Linked DNA regions of Hordeum vulgare: region 2 is linked to region 1. Evidence: chromatin contacts called from public Hi-C data. All regions are on one chromosome and are shown on one strand. Each heading gives the region's core, a stretch centred on a gene start, on an enhancer-like site or on the middle of the called end of the contact. The rest is flanking DNA. Distances are from core to core; before and after follow the strand shown. Region 1 holds the start of LOC123444265 (26S proteasome regulatory subunit 6B homolog). Region 2 holds the start of LOC123444269 (myosin-11-like).

What was found. Hi-C and Micro-C count contacts between places; a contact is called where the count stands out from the background.
Region 2: a contact with region 1 is called in a Hi-C map of seedling, with 5 times the contacts expected there. The contact joins the promoter of LOC123444269 here to the promoter of LOC123444265 in region 1. A contact is called at or near these places in 4 of 6 Hi-C or Micro-C datasets (leaf and seedling) and 1 of 1 datasets of contacts at active chromatin or transcription factors (embryo).

Annotation. Positions count from the first base shown.
Region 1 is chr3H:461,738,076-461,743,033 of MorexV3_pseudomolecules_assembly, forward strand. LOC123444265 (26S proteasome regulatory subunit 6B homolog) reads left to right here and starts at 3,448. Exons shown (of 6, transcript XM_045120942.1): 1 at 3,448-3,976. The coding sequence starts at 3,920.
Region 2 is chr3H:462,277,372-462,282,758 of MorexV3_pseudomolecules_assembly, forward strand. It overlaps LOC123444269 (myosin-11-like), which reads left to right and starts at 3,855. Exons shown (of 3, transcript XM_045120947.1): 1 at 3,855-4,255; 2 at 4,507-4,776; 3 at 4,979-5,387. The coding sequence starts at 4,757.

The DNA.
Region 1 (4,958 bases), core at 2,198-4,697:
CTTTTTTGCTTCTGTGTAATTAGTCTGTGACGAGAGAGAGAGAGAGAGAGAGGAGAAAAGAGATTAATGGAAGGGTTTGTTGTGTGTCAGACACAGGGAGGTGCTTTTTTGCTTCTGTGTAATTAGTCTGTGACGAGAGAGAGAGAGGAGAAAAGAGATTAATGGAAGGGTTTGTTGTGTGTCAGGGCGGTGCTTTTTTGCTTCTGTGTAATTAGTCTGTGACGAGAGAGAGAGAGAGAGAGAGAGTAGGAGAGCGTGGGTACGTGCATGCATGTCCATACGTCATTGAGGGCCTAATCCCATCCAACCATTGGCTGGAGCATCCGGAGCCTCCATTCGGCTCCCTATACATTGGTCAATATGTCCATAAACAGTGACTCGACACGCCTTAAATTTACTATTTTGTATCCAAAAAATTTATATTTCAATTTAGGTTTATATAAAGCATGCAAAAAATATCCTACGTACCACCTTAGCCATCATCGTGAGATGTCCACGATGTCGGTGTACCGGGTAGACGGACGCGTAGGAGGGCTCCGACTCCTCCTACTCCTCAAACTCATACACGTAGGCGAGCATCTCCGCCTCCTCCGCCGACGAGGGTGTTTGGCTTCCGCATCCGACTTTGAACGGATGGAATCGAGGATGGTCTGCTGCTCCGGCTGCATATCAGTGTCCCCAACACCTCCACATTCTTTGTCAGCTCCTCCTCCTCCAACCCCTCATACTGATCCACTGCACCAGGAGGTAGCCCCGCGGTGATCCGGGCTTCGTGCCTTTCCCGGATCTGCTCAAGGAGATGCATCCGATGCTCCAATGTTAAAAAGTGGCGGCGGCGTGGGGAGCATCGCTTATTAACGACTATGGTGGACGGGGAGTGGAAAGGGGCGGTCGTGGCGGACGAGAGGAGGAAAATGTGGAGGGTAGGGTTTTGATGTCGACGGTGGGCTTAAATAGCTGACTACGCGGCCCGTTGGACCGGTGTCAAGCGACGTTCACACCCCCTCCCCCAAAAAGGAGGAGATATTAATCGGACCGCCGAGTTTTCGCACGATTACGTGTGGGTCCACAATGCCAGACCAACATGGCCGACACGCCCGGGCGCCCTCATATCCGCCCCATATTTTGGTTGGATATGATGGGTGTCGGTCAGTCCGGGCACTTGAGGCCCATTCAGGGTGCCCGTTGGGGTCGCTTTTTGTGATCAGTCAATGATCGGGCGGCCTGCCCGAGCGTTTATGAATAGGTTCGAGAGATCTGACTGTAGATGCTCTAACTACACAAATTCAGTTTCACGGACGTCGATTTCTCGTATTTCCTACTGGACATTCACATTTCTCATACCTAAACCATTAAATTCATGTGAATTCATTCATGTCTACCATACACATAAATATAACAAATAAATAACATTTGTTCGTACTGAAAAAACATAGTTCGGCCCCACTCATCCGCCGACCAATGACCCCTCAGTCGTATTAAATGCGACCACCTACCTACAAGGCCCGGAAGTGGGTGGAAGGTGGCCGTGGGTCGTCCTTTTTATTCCAAAGCATGCGTCGGGCCGGCCTCATCAACTTCCCCCTCCCGTCCACATCTGGCCACGCTTGCTCCCACGGCAGCAACCACGAAACCCTAGCCATGTGCTTCTTCGGCAAGGGCAAGGGCAAGCTCACCCTCGGCGCGAGCTCGTCCAAGGTGTCGGTGCCACCTCGCCGCTGCGTGCCACAGTGGGAGCGTCTGTACATCCCAGTCCACCAAGCTCGATGGCACTGGCAGTACAAGCTAGCTCTGCCCTACCCAGATGTCAACCTCCCCATGGTTGGCATCTGGACCCCGACCGCATCCCTATCCCAGTAGTGCCGCGGTCTGCGCGCGCGCACGCGGAGGAGGTCCGCCGGCGGCGCGCGCTCCTCAGTCCGGAGCACCGGCGCGATCCGACGTACGCGGCCGACTCCCATAAATGGGAGGTTTGGTTCGCCGTCGAGCACGAGCGAGAGCACATCCACGACGCCCAGTTTGATACGGCCATCCCTCCACCACCCCTCAAAGTGAAGCTAGAGGAGCAGGAGGAGGAGGCCGCCTACCAAGCCGCCCTCGAGGAGGCAACGACCTACGCCATCGAGGAGAGCAGGCGCGAGGAGGATGCGCACTAGGTAGGTCTCGAAAAGGCCCTCGCGCTGTCCGCGACGGGCGATTGCGTCGTGCCTGCTCCTCCATCTCTGCCGGCCGCTGAGGCCGAGGCACGCCAGGCACACACCTACCAGTGGACCGGCCAGCTCCTGGAGTGGGTGTCCGCGACTCTCGTCTGGTATGGATGCACGGAGGAGGAGGAGAAAGAGTACCTCCTGCACCATAAGTCGCTCGCACTGGCGAGGGAGGAGGCCGAGGCAACGGAGCAGATGAAGCTCGAGCCCAGGTGGACGGAGGAGGAGGAGGCGGAGCATCGGGAGCGGGAGGAGGAGGAGCGAGCCCGTCAGCCTGCGCCGCCGGTTTTGCCGGGCAAGGACGCTGCTCAGGCGTGGGAGGCAGCGTTCCCTTGGGCTGGGCCGGCGCTGGAGCTCATCGACCTCACCTCCCCCGACGATGACGACGAAGATGATGCATAGGGCGACCGAGGGCGTCCACGTTTTTATTTATTTATGTTTAATAATGTTTTATATGAACTTGAGCCAGCTTTGACCGGCCTTTTAATGTTTAATTATGTTTATCGTTGTTTGCGTCCGAGCCTGCGTTGGACGGTCTGGCCGATCAATTCGAAAAAGCAAACACCATCATTCGTTTGTCCGACCCAAACGGACGAAAAACGGATAAACCGCGCGTCCGTTTGAATCGCAGCGTTGGAGTTGATCTTACAACCACAAACAGAAATATCAAATTAGTGAAAAAGTTGCGACGGCGAAGATAAAAACGTTTGAGCGCTTTCTGTCAGGAGATAGCCAAAGTAGAAACAGGTTTCCTCTGAGATGCGGCTGGCCTGGCCGATCCCCCCAGCTGGCGCTGAGCCGCTGAGGTATGTACGACAGAATCGTCACGTGGGCCCACCCAATCATTCAAGCCCCGCCCCGCCCCGCCCCGCCCGGAAGAGAGAGAGCGGGGGAATATGCCGCGGAGCCCCTGTCCAGTCCCCACCATCCTTCCCCAGTTCCCCTTCCTTCTTTCACATCGACGCCGTCGAACGGTGCACCACGTGCCGCCGGCGGCGGTTCGGCCTCACGGAGAGTGTCCGCCTGACGCGGAGCGACATCGAGCGCCGCCGCTGGAGGTCGCTTCGAGGGGCGGCGGCGTGGACCGGCCGGCGAGCGCCGCGGGTGGCCTTCCTCTCGACGGCGCACTCGGCGCTGGGTCACCGGCCAACTCAGCTACCCGGACGCTGAAGGGGGTGATCAGGAGGACGCGCTGCTGCGCCAGCGCCTCGTCCGCACCGGCCCGCGCCCCGCGGGCCGACTCGTTCCCCATCAACGCCGTCGAACGGCGCGCCTCGTGCCGCGGCCTTCTCCCACACGGCCGGCGGTTCGGTCTCGGGGCGACTGGCGGGCGACGTCGACTGCATTCGGCCGCACTGACGCGGGGCGACGGGGAGTGCGTCGATGGCCGGCGGCGGCGCGGTGTGCAGAGCGACGGCGAGCGCTGCCGCTGGAGCTTGCTTCGAGGGGACATCGGCATGGACCGGCCGGCGAGCGCGGCGTACGGGACGTGGCCCCTCCTCTCCGTACCCAACCAAGGCCTTGTGCCTGACACGGAGGCTGCCGAAGACGGTGTCGGCGGAGATGCGATGGGTGGTCCTCCCAGGCGGCGCCTATGAAGAGGATGCGGTCGATAGTTCCGACGACGGTGACGGCTGCACAGGCACCCCCACGGTCACCCTCGGCTCCCGTGCCGGCGGAGGCGGCTACAGGCTACTCAGACGCTGAAGAGGATGTGGAGGGCGCGCTGCTGCGCCAGCGCCGATTCGTTCGACGTCGAAGCTTCCCCGGTATGTACCGCACCAGCTCTCCCATCCTCTCCCAGCGGCCACCGTGGCTTCAGTTTCGTTGCGCGCTTCGTGTTCGAGATATTGCCTAGGCGAGAGGCTCAAGCCCTCCGCCTCCGTCGCCCTGCACCGCCACTCCAACGCCCTCGTCGACGTGCTGCCCCTGAGGCCGACTCCAGCATCTCGCTCCTCGCCTCCTCCGAGAAGCCCAACGTCCTCTACTCGCTATGGGTTTCTCAGATCTGTCTGAACCCTAGCTCATTTGATGCTTTATTAGGATCGCTGTCTTCGACTCTGCCAACCCTAGATGCATTTGGTACTCTGAATTTGTTGACCAATTTAGGATTCACACTAGCTGATCTCTGTAACATGGATGTTATCTGCTTCGGTTCTCAGTTACTTGCCCATAATAATAATAAACGTAGCAGTAATATGGTAATAGTTTCTTGAGTAGTATAATTGTTCAATGAACAGCGGATTTTTGGCAGATAGATTGGTGGAATCTGGATTAGCCGGTGGCCCGTGTTCAATTTGGGCGTACTTCATGTAGATTATGATTTATGGCATCCTTTAGTAGATATGAATTAGTTGCTATAGTAGTAGATATTGATGATGTTTGTGAATGAATTGCTTTGCCTGAAATTGAAGTGTGCTTTGGTTGTTTCCGCAGTCATGTACATAACTTCTGCAGCTTTTATGCTGACAGTACAAGTGTTGCATTTCTGATAAACAGGAAAAGATAGCTATGCATTGACTAGCTGGTCTCTGTAACATGTATATTCTCTGCTACTGTTCTCAGTTATTTACCCATAATAATAACAGTACTAGTAGGGTAATAGTTTCTTAGTATAATTGTTCAATGAACAGTAGTTTTTTGGCAGATAGATTGGTTGAATGTTGGATTTGCCTCTGGCCTGTGTTCTAAATTGCTGGGATCAGTTTTGGAGACCGACCGGCAATTTTTGTACTGCCGGTTTATTTTCTT
Region 2 (5,387 bases), core at 2,605-5,104, 540 kb after region 1:
TGCAATTGTTGATACGTCCCCTCATCTATCTCCTCCACCTCGTCTTCACCACCGTGGTCATCAACGCCACCCTCTAATTCATTGTAACCTAAACCATCAATCGGGGCTTGATCGATGTCGACTGCGTTGGTGGCCAACAAGTGCACGAACTCAGCAGCGGCATTGTTCGAACCATGGCTACATATAGTGAATGCACATCATGATGGGCGAATAATCGAAGCAAAAAATAAGTGAGAGAAGTTGCATGCCTTCCGGACGTTTCATCGAACACCTTGCCTGCGGTGGAAGCAGTGTCGTAGGAAGGCACCGTGAGGGAACGTCTCTCCTTGGTGGATGGAGTGGTCGAAGTTTTCTTCTTAGGAACCTTCTTCCGCTTCATGCTCGAAACCTTGTTCATCTTCCTTGCCGGCGGTCGGACATATCACGCCGCAGCGGCGCCGCCCGGCGCGCCTTCTCTTTCGGCAAGGCCAGCCGGAATGCCGGCCTTGTTGGGGATCGTAGTGATAATTAAAAAAATTCCTACGTCACCAAGATCAAACTAGGAGAAACCAGAAACGAGAGAGGGAGAGCATCTTCATAACGTTCAAGATCACTAAGCGGAAGCGTTACTATGAACGTGGTCGATGGAGTCGTACTCGCGGCGATCCGATCCAAGCACCGAACGAACGGTACCTCCACGTTCAACACATCTACATCCCGGGGACGTCTCCTCCTTCTTGATCCAGCAAGGGTGAAGGGGAGGTTGAGGGAGAGCTCCGGCAGCACAATGGCGTGGTGGCGGTGGAGCTTGTGGTTCTCCGGCAGGGCTTCGCCAAGCGTCGTGGAGGAGGAGAGGTGGAGAGGTAGGGCTGCGCCAAGGGGTGATGTTCAAGGTGTGTGCAAAACTCCTAAAACCCCCACTATTTATAGGAGGGAGGGAGAGGGGGCCATCTATCCTAGGGAAATCCTAGGAGGGGCGGCAGCGGCCTAGGAGGAGGGGGCGGGGGCGCCCTAGGGGTGGCTTGCCTCCCAAGTCGGAGGGAGGCAGCCCCACGCCCTAGGGTTTTGCCCTAGGCGCCTTGGGCCCTCCTCTGTTGGCTCGCACCAGCCCACCAAGGGCTGATTCCCTTCCACTTCCGTCCCATGCAGCCCTCCGGGGCAGGTGGACCCTCCCGGTGGACCCCCGATACCCTTTCGATGGTCCCGGTACAATACCGATAAACCCCGAAACCTTTCTGGTGACCGAAATTGGACTTCCCGTATATAAATCTTTACCTCCGGACTATTCCGGAACTCTTCATGACGTCCGAAATCTCATACGGGACTCCAAACAACCTTCGATAACCACACATACAATTCCCATTACAACTCTAGCGTCACTGAACCTTAAGTTGGCTTCTCTTATGTTCCGCTGGACTTTTTGTTCGCCCTCATTCGTGATTATGGTACGGGGCCCTTTATAAATGTTGTTGGGTGGACCTCCTGGCGCCATCATCACCTAGTACGAGCGCATGCGCTCACACAAAACGTCGTCTTGTGCTTTGGTGGCCTTGCTGAGCCTCCAGTTCCTTCTACCCCTTCTCCATTTTTCCTGTTTCCTTTTAAGTGCTAATTTATCTCCATATATTTACCTCTTTTCAGGTGGAAACAAATTAGGCAAAGGATTTCGTGATATCTTGAATTCATTAGCATTAGTAGCAATATCAGTGTTGTTTTCAGAATTTCCAAGATTATCCAGTTTAACAATGGTCATCAGCAAGTGACATGTTATCGTAACAGTTCCTCGCCATGACTTTCTACTGTGGAGGAAAAAGCAACTCGTGTGTGTGTGAGGGGGGAGGGAGAGGGAGGGGTGAGGCAGGAACCGCCGCCGTGCTTTTTGTTAAGGTCGTCCACCAAGGCAACGTCGGAGGAGGCTGGGGTGTGCGACATGATAGCCAAGAGAGGGGTGGGATTCGAGGGCGGTGAAAAAAGAAAGTGAGTGTGGGCACAAACTCACGAGAGAGAAATGATGTTTGGATGGGCCCACAAACATGTGCGACATGACGTAAATAGGGACAATAGATCAATACGAAAAGAACGTTGCGCATGCGACTGCCACGACACATGGCTGGTCATCTGGCTAGAATCATTTCCTTCCAACTATCGCGGGAAGCTATGAAATGTGATACACAGCTGCGTGTTTTTTTTTACAAAGAGTTTGTTTTGAAATAGATTTTTGACCCGCTTTTATAAATATATGACACTAAGCTGCGTGTCTTTTTACAGAAAGTGTTTTAAGCGGCAGCCTCCTTTCCTCTATTTCTCACACTTGCAACTATGGCAAGTAGATTCTTGTAATTCAAATTCTAAAATATGTCTCCAAACTATTGACCCGATTGACGATTGTTAGCTGCCTCTTGTTAAAATGTTTCAACAACAAAAAACCATTGATACTTGTCAAATTACTGTGATTTACTAGCCATGCTATTACCAACTTAGTTGTTGGACTGAATTAGCTTAGTTGCTAGATTGTTGAACATCCAGATACATAACTAAAAGACTCACTTCATGGTACTTGTGTGTAGTGATAACTCTTCTTACTTATTGTTAACCATAGAATACTCACTCTTTAGCTGTGCATAGCATTGCAAAGTTTATTAACATACAAACCTATTTTCCGGTAATTATACCCAATCAACATGCCAATTGTTTACAGTTAAGATGACAACTATGATGCATAATGCCGATGGTGACGAAAAATGATCTAAAACATGTTCACATGGGGTCTTCTTTTGTAGCTCTTGTTGAGGTGAACCCACGGATGAAAACAAACCACTAACTGGATGTTCAAGTGCTTGGCGGTCGAGTTGGAGGGGCCAACCGCTTAGGAGTATCCGGCTGCACAGTGAAGAATTTGCCTCGGATAGCCGGTTGTCCGTGCAAAATATTGATGTTGTACAGTCAGACCTACAATTTGTGTGACCCGTTGAATCTAGAAACTTGTTGAACATCCGGTGTTTTTTGGTTGTGATCCATATGTCTGCATCTATTTAAAATATGCAAGAAACGCTGTTGATTTAACATACATGTCAAATGGTGCACAAGATGCCTGGCTCTTGTATCCACGTATGCGGACCTGTAAGCCGTTGGACATGCCCTACAGGCCCGTTTTAAGTGTGGATTCTATTTACTCCCTCTGTTTCTTTATATAAGATGTATTTATTTTTTTGATAAAATTCCACAATTTAAGGTGTATTTCTTCTAATTTCTCGTAATTTCCTTGTTAGCCCTTTTAAAAAAGGAAAGTATTTTTCTTCCCTGATTAATTGCATGAATCTCTTCTTGTAAAGAGAAAAAGGAAATAATCTCTTTCATGATTGTGCCTATCTCTTACTTTCCTAGCCTAAATTATTTTGTTGCCTCTAATCAATGATTTTGCCAAGGTTAATTTTGTCTTAACATGTGTATAATTACGCGTCTTGGTCACCGTACCAAAAATAATACACCTTACATAAGGAAACGGGGAGTATTTATTTTGACTGGGAATCAAATTATTTGATACGATGTCTTAGGGCTTGTTTGGATCACCGTTTCTGTTTTAAATACACTTGTATAAAATACAGGCATGTGCACGTTGTTTCACTTTTGGCTGGAATTTGCACAACGGTCAGTAAGTTACACACCTTCATAATGAAATACATCCAATCCAAGCACTGCCTTTATATGAATTGTCCTCAGCTTGGACGTTCTTCGCCTCGAGCATATGTTCGGCTCGATCCAGCACATCCGGGTCGGTACGCCGCAATTAGTTTCCCAAAAAGAAGGGCATTAATGGCGTTGTTCATCCACAGCTAGGAAATTCTCCAACACTTTTTGCAAAGAGTTAACGGGAGCAGGCAGGGTACCAAAATGCTGTAGCACCAATTATGTCAAGTATGAAATGACCATCAATCCAGCATACCCTTTCCAAAAGGACACGACCAAACCAGTCCAATATTCCAGCGGGCCATACGTGCACGCAACGATAAATAATTCGATTACTAAAATTCTAAATCGCCTCAAAAAAACTAAATTCTAAATTAGTAAGGTGTTGATTATTCAGATGGGAGAAACAGCAGGGGAAGGGGAAAGGGCAGGCCAAGTCGTCGTTTATAAAAGGATCCTCCTGCCTTCGTAGTAGCCGCGTCCTTCTTCCCCTCAACAAATCCAACCACAAAATGCCGAACGGAGCCAACGAATGGCGCGTCTTCGCCTGACGGACTGCTGGCCCAGCTGATGCCACCAACGTTTTCAGGTCAGCGAAGCACGGTTCAACTGCTGTATAGTACTCGTATATCGGAAATGATAAAGAAACCCTGGGCAAAAGAATAGGTATATCTCATCTGTTGGGAAACAAAAATCGCACCGCTTTTGTGTAGAAAATAGCGAATTGTATTGTCTTTGGCTGACCGCCTCTCTACGTGCTTCCCTTCACCTTCAAGGCGGCTCTTAGAGTTCGACCGTTTCAACAAGGTCTCTGATTCATCTTTTCCCCTTCTTTAACAGCGCACAAGACGCGGTGTTGGACTTGGATCTCTACTCACTTCTCTGCCCTGTTTTAAAGTTTCGCCACAAAGAAAAAGTCCCTTGCTTCGAGAGACGGCCAGCATAGTCCCCTCTCCGGTATGCACAAACAGACTTCTCGGGGCAGCACCTGATTCCTGCTTTATGCATCTGATCTGATTCTCGTAAGAGTAACCCCCAGGTGGCATAATTTCGTGATCCTGGGCTGCCGGCACGGTTCCTGGCCGAGAAGATGTTCTCCTTCAAGTCCAGGTAGAGTGTTTTGTTTCCTCCCGAGTCTTCTTACCCAACTCATCGAATCTTTGTTATCTGTTGGCCAACATGAAAATCATGGTTGAGGTATTGCAGCCTTCCATGAAATTTAGGTTTCTGTCGAATTTCTTGTGTTCTCCCTTTGTTCCGATTGCTGTTAACAATCGATGAACCAACATGAGCTTTGTTCATGTTTTTACAGCCTCAAGTCATCTTCCAGTGGCAACCAACTTTCCACGCCGCGCTTCACCGAGGAATCAGATGTGCAGGAGCAGTTGAACAAGTTGCAGGAGGAGCTGGTAAAGGAGAAAGAGGAGAAGGTACGTGCGCTGGATGAGATAGAGGAGCTCAAGAAGAAGAGCAGTAAGAAGAAGAAGCTAAAAGGAAGTGGCGGGGACGATCAGTCGGACCTTGCAAACAGATTAGAGCAGCTGGAAGTAGAGCTGGAGGCAGCAAGGGACTCGGAGAAGAACATGCTAGTGTCGCTGGAGGCCCAGACAAAGCAGCTTGAACAAACCAAGGTATCTCTGGAGGAGGCCAAGCTTGAGATAGATTCGCTTCAAGACAACAACAAGAGCTTGGTTGCACTATCCTCTAACCCAAGTAGACAG